Regions from separate parts of the Bicyclus anynana genome. Here region 2 is linked to region 1. A link is a contact called in public Hi-C data. All regions are on one chromosome and are shown on one strand. The core of a region is the stretch at or near the end of the contact, and the rest is flanking DNA. Distances in the headings are between cores, read along the strand shown. Region 1 overlaps LOC112053706 (GAS2-like protein 1). Region 2 holds the start of LOC112053706 (GAS2-like protein 1).

Region 1 (7,952 bases), core at 1,812-4,311:
CTTTACAATTAGAGAAAAGTGTGAGCGGGAATGAGGGAACAAAAATCAAACATACACGTGCCAATGCGACTGTTAGTCAGATGTCTCAAGAGCGGAGAGAGCAGAGAGAGGCCTAACCGAGGTTTTCAGAGGAAGGTGTATTAATTTGTTTGGAACAACAAGCGAAATGCTGATTTTTTTGGTAGTTTTATGAATGTCAGACATAAAATAAAATAAAATAATTATTTATGTGTTTTCTTTTTGCAATGATAAAGTTAGACTTAGCTATCGATCAAAAAGTCCTTACTCTTTTGTCCAGCTCGTTGGTAGGTTTGAGCGGCACGTCCGTGTCGGTGCTGCTCTCCGTGCCGCCGGACTTGGTGCTCTCTGCGTCCGTGTTGTCCGGCACTGAGTGCTGACCTGAAAAGATTTCATGCCTAATGACAACATGTTTGGAGGAAATCGGTTCACATTTACACGAGAGATAACACAAAAACGATAAAGTTTAAAAAGATGAAAAGACTGGATGTAAGAAATTTAAAAAGAGTAAGTTGAGATTCTTGCTCAATTCAGTATAATCAAAATCTTCCAAATCGGTAGTAGATTTCGATTACATCAATACCAATATACCTACCTGCTCTAATCAGCTTATACAAAGTAATATAGCACGAAGTATGAATTACATACTTATTTACATTGAATCAGCATCATAGGTAAGTAATATCGATCAAAAAAGTGAATTGAACACAGACTTACTTTCATGTGGATCATCTGGTGAAGAGGGTAACGCTTCAGACTTTGACCTGAAAAAGAAAGCCATGTTTAGATACTACGAAAACAGTTTACGAGTAGAACAGTCAATTGAATTTACCGCAGTAACTCTTTGCTGCGAGACAGTGTTGTGAGTGATAGCTTCAAAAAAGAAAAAAAAATTACGAGGGTTCCAAAGCGCCTTGGTCCGCGAAGAGCCAACAACAAACTCAGCCTGAAGTCGAGCATTATAACATCAACATTGAGCTCACTTATCCCTGACGGGCGACGGCGAGTTGTCCCGGAACTGCCACGCGGCGCCCGACATGGCCGAGTCCAGCCCCGAGTCCCGCTCCTCCAGGGCGATCTCCTTCTCCAGCTGCACCAGCCCGGGCGGCTCCACGTTGAACTTGGTCGCCAGCCGCGCCACTTCTAGAAGGCACAGGATCACTTGGCGAGGCTGGTTGTGTAACACTAGACAGAGAGAATATTAATATAAGTTTCATCATCAGTATCAAGCGTTGTGACGGCTCACTAAATAAGCCTTCCTTTATAGGAGGGGGGATATACGGTAAGATATAGATATTTTGGAGATTGTGCTGAGGAACTCCATAATGTTCCTTAACACAATCCTTCCTTTACCATTAAAATCCTTGGTTCCCGTGGAAAGCATGGTTTTTTCCGGCATAAAAAGTAGCCTATATTGTGTTCAAAAACCTCCTCTAACTACCAGTAAAAGTCCCATTTAAATTAGTTTAACCGTTTCAGAGTCGAACAAATTAGCCACAATTTGTTTTCGAAATAACAGACTTCGATTTTACTTATATGTGTTTATGATAGTTCTCACCAAGGTCATCGCTTTCAAACAGCAAGTTCTCGTGCACGCCCAGCTCGCGGCAGAAAGTGATGAAGTTCTCCGCGTTGTCGCGCGAGAAGAAGCTGCGCCGCGCCGCGCGCTGCCAGCAGCGCCCGCGGATCGCTGGCACCGGCTGGGGACACAGGCTGAGTTACGAGGACATCTAGGTATTCATATTGTAGGAGTTAGAGCCCCTTGGAGGGGCCCTGTATCAAAATTAGTCGGGGGGCCTAATAGACGAGCGGCAAATTCCGAAAATCTCTTTAACAGTTATGTTTTTATTCTCCGAGAAGCACCAGATTAAATGAGATTGTAGATTAAATTTTACTAATTTGTGTTTTTCACACTTAAAGGGGGGCCCTTTAGTCTGTAGTCGGGCCTGTAGTCCGAGGGCTCCGTATCATTGATACGGATGATACCACGGTATCTACGACCCTGAGTACGACGCACAATGTAACGCAATAGCGTTAACGGAAAGCGGCAGACCGCTCACCGCGGCTCACTCTAATGACGCTATTGTATCTGGATGTATACTAGTAATATAGCTGGGATTCTCTGGATGCAGGCGGCCCAGGGTCGCGATGTTTGGAAGTTCCTACAACAACCTATGTCCTACAGTAGACGTTCATCGGCTGATATGATGATGATGATGATGATGATGATGAGGCATCTGTGCAGTATACAGTCACCAGTACACTACTCAGGGGTGTTGCACTCACCCCCACAATGAGCCCCTGGTCGAGAGCCTCCCGCGCTCGCTCGTGGATGACCACCGCCAGCTGGCACAGCTCTGCGCCGTTGTCCAGCACATCGAGGAAGTTCTCTCCCGACAGGTACGTGATGCCTGTGGACAAGGAAGTTCATACAATCAATATAACATCAATATCTTTATTGTGTGTCAACTGGCAAGCATTCACTAGACGACGCTAGATGCAGGTAGACTGGGAGTTAGTACCATGGTGTTTAAATTGCAAGTCCTTACAAGAGATATATGTTCCGCAGTGGACGTCCATCGACCGATATGATGATGACGATGACGTTTATGAAAGATTGAGCTCAGCTTGTGAGACACAACCTAGCGAAGCAAACAAAGACTATTTTTTATGGCATATAATTATTTCATCAGATGCAAGGCTCTATTAACCTTAATATAGTAGTGGTGTAATAGGTCGATACGCCGGTAAATCTAAATCTAATCTTGATTTACGTCGTTATTTATGGATTAGGCCGTATGTACACTCATCAGGTAATAAGTAACATTTGTTATCGGTAATGATTGCGAATTGCAAATACAAACGCACATAAAGAGGCAGTGTTTACGGCCAACACTGGACTAGTTACATACAAATGTACCTCATGCATTCGGTAAAACTTGTAACGTAGATATAATGAGTCCATGTAGTACCACAGTTCAGTCTTCGACCAATAAAAAAGCAACGTGATCTCTGCCCGTTAAGTAACCGTATGCATCGCTTATCATCGTTAAAAGATACGTTACGTCACGCGTTGCCGCTCCCGTGACGCGCACGGCCCGCTACCGATCCGGTCCGTGATTGTCTGGTACCAACATGAACATTGCAGTTTTTAACGTGAACTTTGTCAGAAAATCGTAAAACAATCTACTTTCTACTGTCTCTATCCGATCAAAAATGGAGATAAAATTCCAATCTATACTAATATTATAAAGAGGTAAAGTTTGTAAGTTTGTAAGTTTGTCACAATTTTTAAATGGGGTAATCTTCGGAACTACTGGTCCGATTTCAAAAATTCTTTCACCAGTAGAATGCTACATTATCGGGGAGTGCTATAGACTATATTTTATATTGGTATCATATATATTAGCCGAGTTATCACAGTTTTTGTCATACAGGTCGGACTGAAAATCCTCTTAAACAGACTTATTCGCATGCGCTGCCTTAACTATTGTGTAAAATTGAAATTAATGTATGAAGACTTTATGTATCTTTAAATGTTCTACAAAAAAGACCGCGACACCATATATCTATCTTCTATATATTAGCAGATATAGTACCTTTTGTGTTTTAAAAATTATTAATTTTATATGCTTAGGTTTACGTCATTATTTATACAACTAAACTTTAATCCTTATTAAAATAAATCATTTAATAATCACAAAAATATTATGGAGATAAGATTTGCCCTTTACAGTATGTTAATTACTTAAATAGTTTCGGAGATAATACAAAATTTCTAAAAGACGCAGAAATTCCGCTATATGACGCCCGGCGCTTTCATTTACGTAGTTCCCGTTCCCGTATGAATACGGGGATCAAACATAGCCCATGACACTCGCAAATAACGTAGCTTTCTATTGGTAAAACAATTTTCCAAATCGGTCCAGTAGATCCAGAGATTACCTCCTACAACCACACGAACTTTACCTCTTTATATTATTAGCATAGAAGTCTCTATTTCTCTTGGTCATACCACCACTGTCGAAGGACTGGACCGATTTTGCTAAGGGTAGGAGTAAGATAGAGAAGTTACAGGGTAGGGTAGGGTACGGGTAGGGAAGCGTAGGGGTAGTGTAGGGGTAGGGTAGGTTTAGGGCCGGGTTTAGGGTAGTGGTAGGGTAGGGGTAGAGGTAGGGTAGTGGTGGGGTAGAGGTACGGGTAGGATAGGGAAGTGGTAGGGTATGGGTAGGATAGGCGTGAGATAGGGGTACGGGTGGGATAGGGGTAGGAAAGGGATAGGGTACGGGGAGGGTAGGGGTAGGATGGGAGTAGGGTGTAGGTAAGGTAGGGGTAGGGTAGGAGTAGGTTTGGGGTAGGGTAGGGGTAGGGTGGGGGTAGGGGTAGGGTAGGGTAGGGTATGGTAGGGTAGGGGTAGGGTAGTTGTAGGGGTTGGGTAGGGTTGGGGTAGTGGTAGGATAATGGTAGGGTAGGGTAAGGGTAGTAGTAAAATTGACATCGAAATTTACGCGGGCGAAGTCGCGGGCGTCTGCTAGTAATATTATAAAGAGGTAAACTTTGCGGTCTGTAGGGGTAATCTCTGAACCCACTGAACTGATTTAGGAAATTCTTTTACCACTAGAAAGCCACGTTATTTGTGAGTGTCTACTAATATTTTATAGCTGAAGAGTTCGTTTGTTTGTTTGCTTGAACGCTCAATCTTGGGAACGTCCGATTTGAATTCCTTCAGTGTTAGATAGCCCATTTATCGAGGAAGGCTATAGGCTAATTATCCCCGTATTCCTAAGGAAACGAGAACCACGCGGGTAAAACCGCGCGGCGGCAGCTAATAGGTTATATTTTATCCTCGTATACTCTCACGGGAGCAGGAACTACGCGGGTGAAACCGCAGAGCCTCGGCTAGTCCTTTATAAACACGAAACCATTGTAACTTTATTGAGCATTGTACCTACCTAGTTATGTTCTTACCCTTCTTACTCAACAACAATAGACTTTCATAGTGAGAAGCTAACATCCAAATATTCGAAGGTTCTGAGATCTCGTAATGATTCATCGAATTATTGGAAATATAACAATTTAAGTAGTAGATGGTGAACTCTTCGAGGAAGCTTATCCGGGGAAGAAACAACCCCTTGATTATCTTGCGGCCAAGCAGCACTTGTCTGTTAGTGTACAGATGGTATAGTTAGTTGCCTCTGTAGTTGCGGAGACAGGAGGCTCAATACCTTTTGTACGAAGGACGTTTTATTTCCCTGTTGCTCTATTTGAAGCTATTTTTAACTTCACATCAGGTGAACTAACTACTTATTCCGTCATCTTATAGTAGGTATATAAAAAAATAATTCTGAAAACTGCCGTGCTTTTATAAAGGGTCAGTTGAAATTCTCCTGCAATTTTCAATATTACAATAATGTATGTAGGCAGCATAAGAATATGGGGTCGCTCAACTCTTGCATAAATAGAGCCTCGCGGGCTGCCAGGGTCTGGGGCTCATGAATTATTGATAGCAAATAGCTCGGCACCGCGCCGCGTGCGGCTCACATCTCGGCCGGCATCATGCCTCTAGCTAAGGAGCGTGCCCATCCTACGTGACCAGTTCACAGGGACCCCCTCTCTAAATAGTTTTCAAAATATTACGTTTGTCACAGCGACGTGGGGGGTGTCTAAGGTTTTTGTTACATACGTAACTAGGATTTTCGAGCTATATTCAAATATGGCGCGCAATGTTTAACTCTATATACGCAATGTCAAGAATTTTCAAAGTTCATGAGATCCATAGTCTCCAGAGAGTATCCCTATAACCCCTATAACCCCACAAACTTTACCTCTTAAAATAATATTATTATGGGTATAGTTATTGCAGATAGGTAATATAATCGCACCCCTTTCGCCCTCCCCCCGTCGTCCCGCCCCGCAGCACTCCCGCGACGCTAATATGCATTCCCTATGCAAGGACACGGCTATATTTAAACCACTTCACTCTTTTTTCATTTGCTCTTATAGGTTTATAATAGCAAAAGCATGCTCAATAGACCCTTGCAAGAAGTAAGAACGAATATTAAAATACCTTATTCTACATCTTATAATTGTGACTTGTGGTATTATTTTATTATGCTGTGCGATTTGCTATAAAGTATCTTTTAATACAAGATCGAATACGTATGCCCATTTTCACAACCAATTCATTTGAGCTTAGTCTCATTTTTTTACAAAATACATGCCTACTCTATAGATTGCATAACCTAAATAATCAAGACGGACACAATCCTATTACAGCTTATTCAAATTTCAAAAATATGCATTCCAATAATGGAAATATCATCTAAATCGGGTAATTAAAAAAAATACGTACAATAATTGTCGACGTACATAAATACCAGTAGAAAACAAAACTTTATTACAAAAAGAAGTTAGTTAAGGATCACAAATTTCTACTCATCTCCCGGTAAACATACATCGATATTAGTTGGGTCAGGTTTTCTCAGCTTTCATTCAACTATGGAATTCATATCACGGTTAGAAATTAGGTAGTTAAGTATATTATTGACGCAGGTTTAATAAGCTCATAAACATATTAAGATGAAGTTTCAATGTCGACATTGCGAAACATCAGCAGCGTATCAACAGTATCGGCTGTCGGTAGCGGAAGGTCGATCACTTTTCCGAAATCCAGTCAAAGTGCCGCGGGCGCCGGCAAGAGCTACTTAAAAACTGCACTCCCAAGGTGAAGAACAAGTTGTGATGTAACTCGATATAATACTTTGTTACCTATAATGAGAGTTGTCGAAGCAAATGGCTATAACAGATGAGAGCAACATATTGCTTTGTTGTTATTGCTTTGCTAAACTTAAGATAAGGTGTTAAGGCCCTATCTGCCTGTAATTACACCGATAACCATTATCTTCAGCAACTAATAAACTAATCAAAGAAATAGGACTCGCTCGGACAAGCTCTGTCTTTATCAACTTTACTACTGTTAAAATAATAATAATAATTAGATTTAGGTACGAATATAATGGGGTGTCAGGCAGGTGTAAGTTTTCCATCACGGACTTGGAAAATCACAAGAAACAATTTTAAGTTGGAATATTTGTGTGACTAAAACTAAAAATGACACGATTGAATTTCGTTCCATAAATTTTGAACGAGCAGCATATTATTGAAGTTAGACTTTCCAACATGGTGTAGGTTTCTTGATTTATAAAACTTTTTTTCACTTTCAAGGTTCTTTCACAAAAAATACAGTCACAGAGCATAAATATAGGTAAAGCGCTGTCAATGTTCCTATTACTTAGCAAATAAGCACTGAGAAATGTTTTTAACGGGACCTTGATTGTCATTTTAATCAAGATTTAATGTTATTCAAACTAATTGATCGTTCCACACGGGTCGGTGGTCCGCTAGCAGATCATATCGCACTCAATAAATATTCATATTTCATACTTCTATAATAATTCATTGAACATTCCTCAGAAACGTGTACCGAACGAGATCAAGAAAATGTCTCCATAGAATTAATACGCATAGAAACGCAAAGGACACGCACACGCCACTAATTTCGAAAAAGCTTTGAAATCAAATCAGAGTCGTTAATATAAATATAATTATATACAGGAACTTATATAAAGTCAAGTTTGTTAAGCAGTACTGACTCTAGCCGTACCATCGCTTCGGAAAATAAAAAATAGCTTCGCTACGAGAAGAGCCAAGTGAAAAATTTAACTACAAATTTTAAATAATTAAACCCTGTCTCGCCACGTGTGCAGAAATATGTCAAAGCAGAGAGAATTGTTTCCGTCATCCATGAATCTGTCATTATGGATATCTTTAATTTTATAATACGTTAGTATAGACAATACTTTGGTATTGACACGTCAAGGTCTATACTACGCTTCATTTCGCGTTTCTTGCGTTTCTATGAATAATAACTCTAT
Region 2 (7,952 bases), core at 2,986-5,485, 83 kb after region 1:
ATTTGGTGACCCATCTTTTCGTATAGCACTACGCAATATGGTACTATTCAATCGTAGATGTTATGTTAGAGGTATTTCATGATAAAGTAAATTAGTAAGAGGATGCAGTTTTCTTAATGGACAGAATTTATTTATGATTTCTTCATAGATATACCTAAATAGGAACTGCAAAGTAATTCCCAACTCAGACGCCTTGAATTTAAACAGGTTTCGCGAGTGACCTGCAAAATTCATAACGAGATTTATAAATCAAGCAGCGTGCAGTTTTTGCTGGCAGAATATGTAGCAGTAGTTATTTGACAAAAAAAAACTAAATGTTAAATAAACAGGCTGGACGTATTAAAATACAGATACGTTTATGATTTGAAAGGGCACAAGGAAAGATTTCCAAACAGAAAAGAAAAAGAAGTTAGTGAGGTTAAAAGAAACTTGTGTATACAACTTTCAACGACAGACCAAGCAGATGGTAAGTAGAAACTTTTCCCTAGTCCTATAAAGTGTTAAGCCTAATGTGCCTAATGCCTTTAATTACTTGTCAATCAAACTTAGCGACAAAAAAGCATGGCGGTGTTACTTCCCGGTTGAGTTCTGTCACAAACAGCTCTACTACTAATGTAATAATACTATTAATCAAAAATAGTAAGGCGGCATCAGTAAATGAGGAATGCAGCGCTGATAATGATCAATGAATCAATGACGAGATATATGGAGGTGCCAGTGATCATGAAAACGGTCGCATTTGATTCAGAATACATAAAATTGCAGCACGTATAGGAGTGACTTACAAATATGAAATTAAGTTTCAATTTAAGCGTTTCATGGACATATGAGTGTTTTTGCAATAACTGTAAAGTCTGGCTCTGATTAATACATGCGATTGAACGAATGGACTGGACCTAGTTATTTTTCGATAAAAATTTCGCAACAACAATAAATGAAGGTTACACCTGACTTACGTATTAAACTTAGAATGTGTGCAATGACAGAAAAACTTGATGTGAGGGTCAATTCGTCATTTTTAATAAAGTTAGATTCAAATGGTTGGAATTTCCTACAGACGAAGTCCTACAGAGTTCCTACAGATGATAGAAGAGATAATAAAGCAATATAATCTTGATAGAGATAAAATGCAGTTAATGTCTGTTGAAATGAAATAAACAAAAGCAATAATCTCGTCGCGCGTCATAAATAAAGATCATAATTCAACGTCAATTAACACTAGCACAGAATTCCTGTGCGTAGTCAGTACGTGCATAATCCTCGAGAGAAATCTTGAAGAGCTGTAGAAGTATAGGCGCCTCTTATCGCAACCTGATTTATCATGGATTTATCTTTCTTATCGTCCCGCCTTCGGAATGTACCCAAAGGTTCCGGGTTCAGAACACGAGGATGCTATAACAACGAGGAGGCCATTTATTTTGTCAAGTTTTTGCTAGCGAGTACCAGGCTCACAGCCACATATGGAGATGGCATTCGGGCGGTAAAAACTTCGCTCCGTGTATGGATTCCGGTATTAGATCGGGAAGTGCCTTCTTGCAATACGACCTGTATTCCCATGAAGTAAGAACCATTTTTCGTACATAAAAGATTTATATTTAAAGGTTCACAATTTGTTGAGAATATCTCCTAATTAAACGTTAATTAACCGTATAGTAAACAGTTAATCGCAACAGTCTTTGAAGGATACATGATGAGTCGTATAAAATTAATAAAACTCGGCCTAGCTGTGTTAATTACACACTCAAGTTCCTAATGAATTAGTTCCTTCAGCAAAGAAACGCTAATTAAGAGCCACAGCTAAAGATTAGAGATGATCGTTTTTTAATTTATTGGATATCAAAATGTTAATAAAAAATTTAGCGGCCGCGACATTGATTGAGAGCCTTCGATACACTTTGTATTCGGTGAGACAATTTTAAAATTTGTTTTGTTGGTTTTTGAGACCCCATAGTACGAGTTTGTTCATGGGTAGAACAAAAGAAATGCTTTGTAATATTTAAATTATTACGAATAACGGAAACTGTACAAGTTACCGCTGCAGTACGATATCACTTGATGGTAAGTGACGATGCGGTCTGAAATAGTAAAAATCTCGACAAATTTCTACTTATGAGGCAGGTATTGCTCCGCAGTTCGTCGTGTTCCTACTTCAGAGCGGACTAGAAGTTTATGTTTGCCAATCTCATGGTGAGATTAACCATGTGCCTATGCAGGAAATATTATAGTGCATAAGTGAGTGCACAAGCACAGGTGCACTCGCTGTTCCCTCAATCTCGTAGTCCGATGACACGGCAGACTATCACGACCGGTGAAAGATCAGGCGGAAGACCGACGCCATACTTGCATGCTCTGCTCTCCGAGGCACCACCAACTTCCCAACTCCAGCGTATATGTATTCTCTGCTGTGGTCCAGGCAATATGATTTTTCTTGTTAGAAAAATCGCAATACTTAACATTGTTTTTTCTGGTTGGCCTGACCCGGGATTTGAACCCTGGACCTCGTTGTCAGTAGTTGAACCAGTGAACCACGGGACCAAAGAGGCAGTTAATAGTTAAACATTAATCAAGAGTCACAGCATGTTCTCCTTGTTATCAGTTAAAATATTCATCATTATCAGCTCTTTTCAGGGCGCCTCTCTGGAAGGGATATGAAACTTAGACCCACCACTCTGCACAAGTGCTTGTTGGCGGGTTTAGGGTAATATTGTTAAATTCATTAACGTCCCCTAAGTAACTAACTAAGATGTTAATAATAATAATGGCCGAGTTCGAGAGCTTTACGAGCTCTCCAAAGCACGAGGTACCTATTAAGGTGGTATACCTATGGAAATTTTACTGTTACTTACGTACCTATATAATTTGTAATTTTTATAAAAGAAAGAAAAGCTCAGAATTTCCATTTGACCGTCCAAACTGGAACCCATGACCTTGCCATCCGAAGCCGCATAGACTAACTTTACCACCACCACTGGACCAATGAGGTAATAAAAAATATCAAAATAGTAAGAATTTTCGACCTTATTATCATCATTAAGTCATGACATAACTTGACGCTTCAAAAGTGCTTGTAAAATAAGCTGCAAGAATTAAATTAATTTCGAGTTTCAGTTTTACCTAATATTATTATTATTGTACCTACCTATAAATTAGCCGATAAGTAAGTAAAATAGGTAGGTACTGCATTATACTTGCACACTGTACAAACAGACAGGTACGAGTATTTGCACTGAACCAATAGGAACACAAAAAACAAAACAAAAGCTATTAACAATGTTATCAGCAATTGTCTAGTCTAGGACAATGTGCTTATGATATTTTGTATTTCCTTTTCTATGGATTTTACTTTTACGTGCATTTTGGTGAGTCTCTGAGACCTACATACCTACCTACATTTTGGTGAGTCTCTTAGCACAGTCTACTTACACATCTGTAACCTACTAATATTATAAAGATGAAAGATTTGACTGTTTTTTGTTGCATTGCTAAGCTCTGAAACTCAACCTATTTGAAGAATAAAATTATTTTACTGTTCCCCGAGTACTTCTACTTTGGCTATGGGCTATAGGCTATATTTTATCCCCGTATTCCTACGGGAACGGAACTAGGTATGCGGGAGAAACCGCGTGGCGGCTATTAGTGTTACCTACTATAATTATATTTAGTATAAAAACTATAATTAACAGTAATTAGTGGTCTATCATTTAAAGCGAGTAGGCAACGATTATTATTATATTAATAGAATATCTTTGCAATTAAGTGGTAGGTATGTAATTGAGCGTTTTTAAATACGTACCCAGTACCCACAATAAGTATACAAACCTCAAAAATAACGTCGAGTGCAGTTCTATATACAATATCATTCGGTACTTATTGAAAGTAACGAAATTCAAGTGGCATAAACAAAAGCGGTCGTTAAACAAAACAGTTAAAGTGAAAAAAAAAAAAAAACAATAGTTGCAGAATAATAAAGTAAATACGAGTACCGCCGCAGATAAAACTAAAAAGTCCATAAAAACACTCACCAAAATAATATCAACAGTTTTAGTATTCTTTCCACTCACGTCTCATAACTGCTGTTCCACACCAGCGCCTTAGCGTCACACAAACTCTCACCCACTAATTAATTTGAAACTTTGAGATTAGCGTAAATTATTACGATACGGTTATTATTCCACCGGCGACGAAACAATACGACACGTCTGCACAGCACCGCGTCTGCGTGCAATATGAAGGCGCGCCGCGGGGTAACACACTGCAGAGTGCAGACTGCAGAGCACCTATACCCCACGCCAATGCTCCTGGCATTCGATGTCTTAAAATATTTAACAATGGAATTCATAGACGTTATAGGGGATCATTCATCCGCAGAGTGTCAAAGTCTCAAACAAATAGAGTTTCGACACTCAGCGGCTGAAAGATCCTCTGGGGGTGCCCCTACAACGTCTATGAATTCCACTGTGAGTGATGAACATTTACTCCAGCTATGGTCAATATTTTGATTAAATCTCATGCAAGCCTGGTAAAAAAATTGGGGTAAGCTTTTTACTGATTGTTTATTTACGGAGGCTTGCGTCACTAGGGGGACTTGGACTAGCGTAGGAGATGAACAAATGGTGGGGTCTTTGATGACATACGTCATGTGGGGTGATGTTGTCATCAGTTTTTGGGTGTCCTTAAACTAAAACGTGTGGATATCGGCTAGAGCAAAGTTCGGCCCATCAGAGAATTTGGCTATGTGAATTGCCGCCGCACCGCAAAGACCCATTGCATAGAGTTGTTGAGAACATATAGTTCTCCCCACAAACTTCGGCTGCTACATTTCAATTAATTTTAACCAAGTATCTACTCCAGTAAGGAAATTACTAACCCTTTCTCGGAATCATGCACTTTTCTACAACAAACCCAGGGTCAGCATTACCCACACAAGTACGACAATTGAAAAATACCGAGGCATTCGCTTTTGCAAATCGAAAAAAGCAATTGGATGCAAATGCAGCAAATGCTCGGATCGCTCGCCATTACCGTAAGTAACGCAGTTTATGGCGTTTGTCGCTACGATCGTTGAAATCCGATCCGCATTGCTGATTGCTGCATTTTTATTGTTCTCGGCGCCCAATATTTACTTTTATTTTAATTGGTCTATGTTTGATTATAGCTGTCGTTGATTCATTGATTAGCCTTTATCTATATGATATGGATTACGAGATCTTGAGTCGAGTTTTGTAATACTTACTGAGCTATTCTATCTTCTAAATTTCAATAAAATTGTCAGCTCGGAGTTGAGAAGGCGCCCGAGCCTAGGAGTTACGTTATGTCACCAGTCCCGGTCATAGATTAACAACAACGGTCGTTAAAGAATTTAACAAAATCACTAACATTTAACAAAATCACCTTCACGCCATCCCGTATTGGAGCTTTGTGTTATGCTTAAGCTCCATCTCCTATCATATAATACACCTTTCTCCGCAGGTACAAAATAGATAATTCTTCCAATACAGGTTCGTTATGAATTGTCAGGGTATGCAATGTGTTTTAGCATCTATTAAGTGCACGCCTCTGTAAATGACTTACTTTAGTTATCACGCATTTAATTACACAAGACATGTGAATAAGTTATTTGACCCTTATAACGTTCACTTTTTAACTGTTTGCAGTATGTGTTAGGTTATTTCCTCTTGCCGCCCCGCCGCGGCAGACATGAGACAGGACGCTCGTGTGAAACGGAAAGAGAAACGGAACGTTTATCAAAATATGACATAATTAATTACCCGCAAGACGCATTCGCTAAGAACATTAAAAAGTTAAAACAGTAAGATTCGCTTTTCGCTTTTGCGCCCATTGTATATGAAGTTGCGTAACTTTTTTAATCGACTTCCAAAAATTATGACTTCCATTTCTTATTTTTGATATTTTGATCCATACAGAACTACATAACTTAGCTTTATCACAATTCGATATCTGTCTTCGGATCCAGAGTCGAGTCCAGAGTTAAGTTACATTCTCTGTCCAGAGTTAGGAAGTTGGTAGCGTTACATCCCCGTGCCTCGGAGAGCACGTTAAGCCGTCGGTCCCGATCATGATCATCTGATAGAGAAACAGTATCACCCTAATGCTAGCCACCCACTATCCAATAAGCCCACATACCTGTAGCGTAGCGCTAACGGCATGACGTCCGATAAGACTGATCGTGTGTTGTATGATGATTGCTAATGTAAAAAAATAAAACTTTTAATAATACTAGCGGACCCGGTCAAGCTTCGCTTTGACTTTTGTACACTTCTTCTTTATCTCTACCCTTCCCCTACTCTACCCCTACCCTACCCCTGAATTCATTTGTTACAAAAAATGATAATGAAGAACCGCTTGACCGATTGAATTAATAAAGTATCTTTATAAGTTCCCATAATATTTCTACGGCATTCATCACTGGTGAACTGTGAAAGCATCAAAGAGGAAGCACCTAATCAACTGAAGAGACATTGTCGGCAGATTAGAGCAAGATTGGGCACATTGCGTCCGACCGTGTAACACTACACCGCACCACACGCAAAACGTCGTGTGTGAGCTCCTTAACGTGAGTTGTTTTTGTCTTCAACTATTTGATACTTTAGTCTTTAGCCGCTATTGTCTGGAGCATAAAATTTGGTGTCACAATGATGTTATATCTGTATGAGTGGAGATTAATTAAGAAGAGGTTCTATACTTATTTACAAATTACGCACTCTTTTCTGATTTGTCAGATTACTGCCAATGGGAGGCTTTATCGCGACTATCATTCGAGGTACCCTATTTTTAAATTACTTTTCCTTACGGCGTGTCTTGAAGGAACATTTATTATGTTAATTTTGCTTAATCCAGTTATGCCATATTTATAAATATTCGGTCTTCGAACAAAAGATTAACGCGAACGGATCAGGCTAATTGAAAAACATCTACAAAATTTTATAAAAATTACAGACAGATAGATCGATTTATACTCTTTTAGTTAGTTAGTTTTTATTGTAGAAATATAGATCATTATGAGCCTGTTCTGTTCTCTGTGCCCCCTACAGGCCTGCTTCCTTTTGCTATAGAAGAAGGTAGGTATATGCAGCTTAGATACACCACACTCCAATGTAAGTTGGTGGGCTTAGGGAAATAATGATTGATTCACAGAATCAATGATTAATGCTGAGATGGCTTAAATTTTTCTCCGAGACACGTTTATTTTCTTAGAAATAAGAAAATCTTATGATATTTCAAAGATAGCATCGAACTTAAGCCCTCATAATCTAAATCTAATCTAATTAGTGAAGCCATGTAGACCGACCACATTTAAATTATTTATTAGTTCAGTTATAACTGCGTCTTCAATTCCAGTAACAGTGGCGGCGTGGGAGCGGAAGCTGCGCAAAACAAAACCTCTGCTCTCGCAGTCGGTCAACTCGATACAACCAAATGTTCGCGTATTGAGGCGTGCATGCAGCATGCGCATGTTCACATAGTAATTATCCAAATGTGCGACGCAGTTATTGTTTTATCTCTTTTGTTCAACGTTACTTTCGCTCGACTCTGACGTATGAAGTGTTTTTTCATTTCTTTATTTCATAACTGTTGCTTGTTTCACATATTTTATTATTTCATTATTACAATGTTACGAAGAAAACATTCTTTTTTCTCATCGAGATATTCCGAGTACAGCTTGGGCCTTACTCCATCGCGCGCTGAGTGTCTCTAATCTCTATAATCAAAAACAAACGCATGATCCATAACAACTGCAGCGCAGGAGGTTTTGGTCACGCAGACACATTGCAGGGCTAGATTTTTCGCGTTGTTGTGTCCGTGCCATTTACAAAATCTTTTTTGTATTCTCTGCCATTTGTCAGGCGCCAGAGCTTCTTTGGTCAGTCTACAAGGTGTTAAACCTCGAACAGGTGACGTTGGCAATTGAGTAGGCTGACTAGTGCTAGCCG

The links. A called contact is a pair of places that touch in the nucleus more often than the background predicts.
Region 2: a Hi-C map of whole body shows a contact between it and region 1, with 3 times the contacts expected there. The contact joins the promoter of LOC112053706 here to the enhancer-like site in region 1. A contact is called at or near these places in 2 of 2 Hi-C or Micro-C datasets (whole body and whole larva).

Annotation. Positions count from the first base shown.
Region 1 is chr23:4,686,425-4,694,376 of ilBicAnyn1.1, forward strand. LOC112053706 (GAS2-like protein 1) reads right to left here. Exons shown (of 10, transcript XM_052888756.1): 4 at 2,305-2,429; 5 at 1,577-1,718; 6 at 1,002-1,203; 7 at 736-782; 8 at 287-399. Among protein-coding and RNA genes, the nearest start is that of LOC112053704, 22 kb to the left of the region's middle. Within about 2 kb of position 3,062, at least 2 of the 8 cell types and tissues checked have open chromatin away from gene starts, as enhancers often do.
Region 2 is chr23:4,768,446-4,776,397 of ilBicAnyn1.1, forward strand. LOC112053706 (GAS2-like protein 1) reads right to left here and starts at 4,236. Exons shown (of 10, transcript XM_052888756.1): 1 at 4,062-4,236.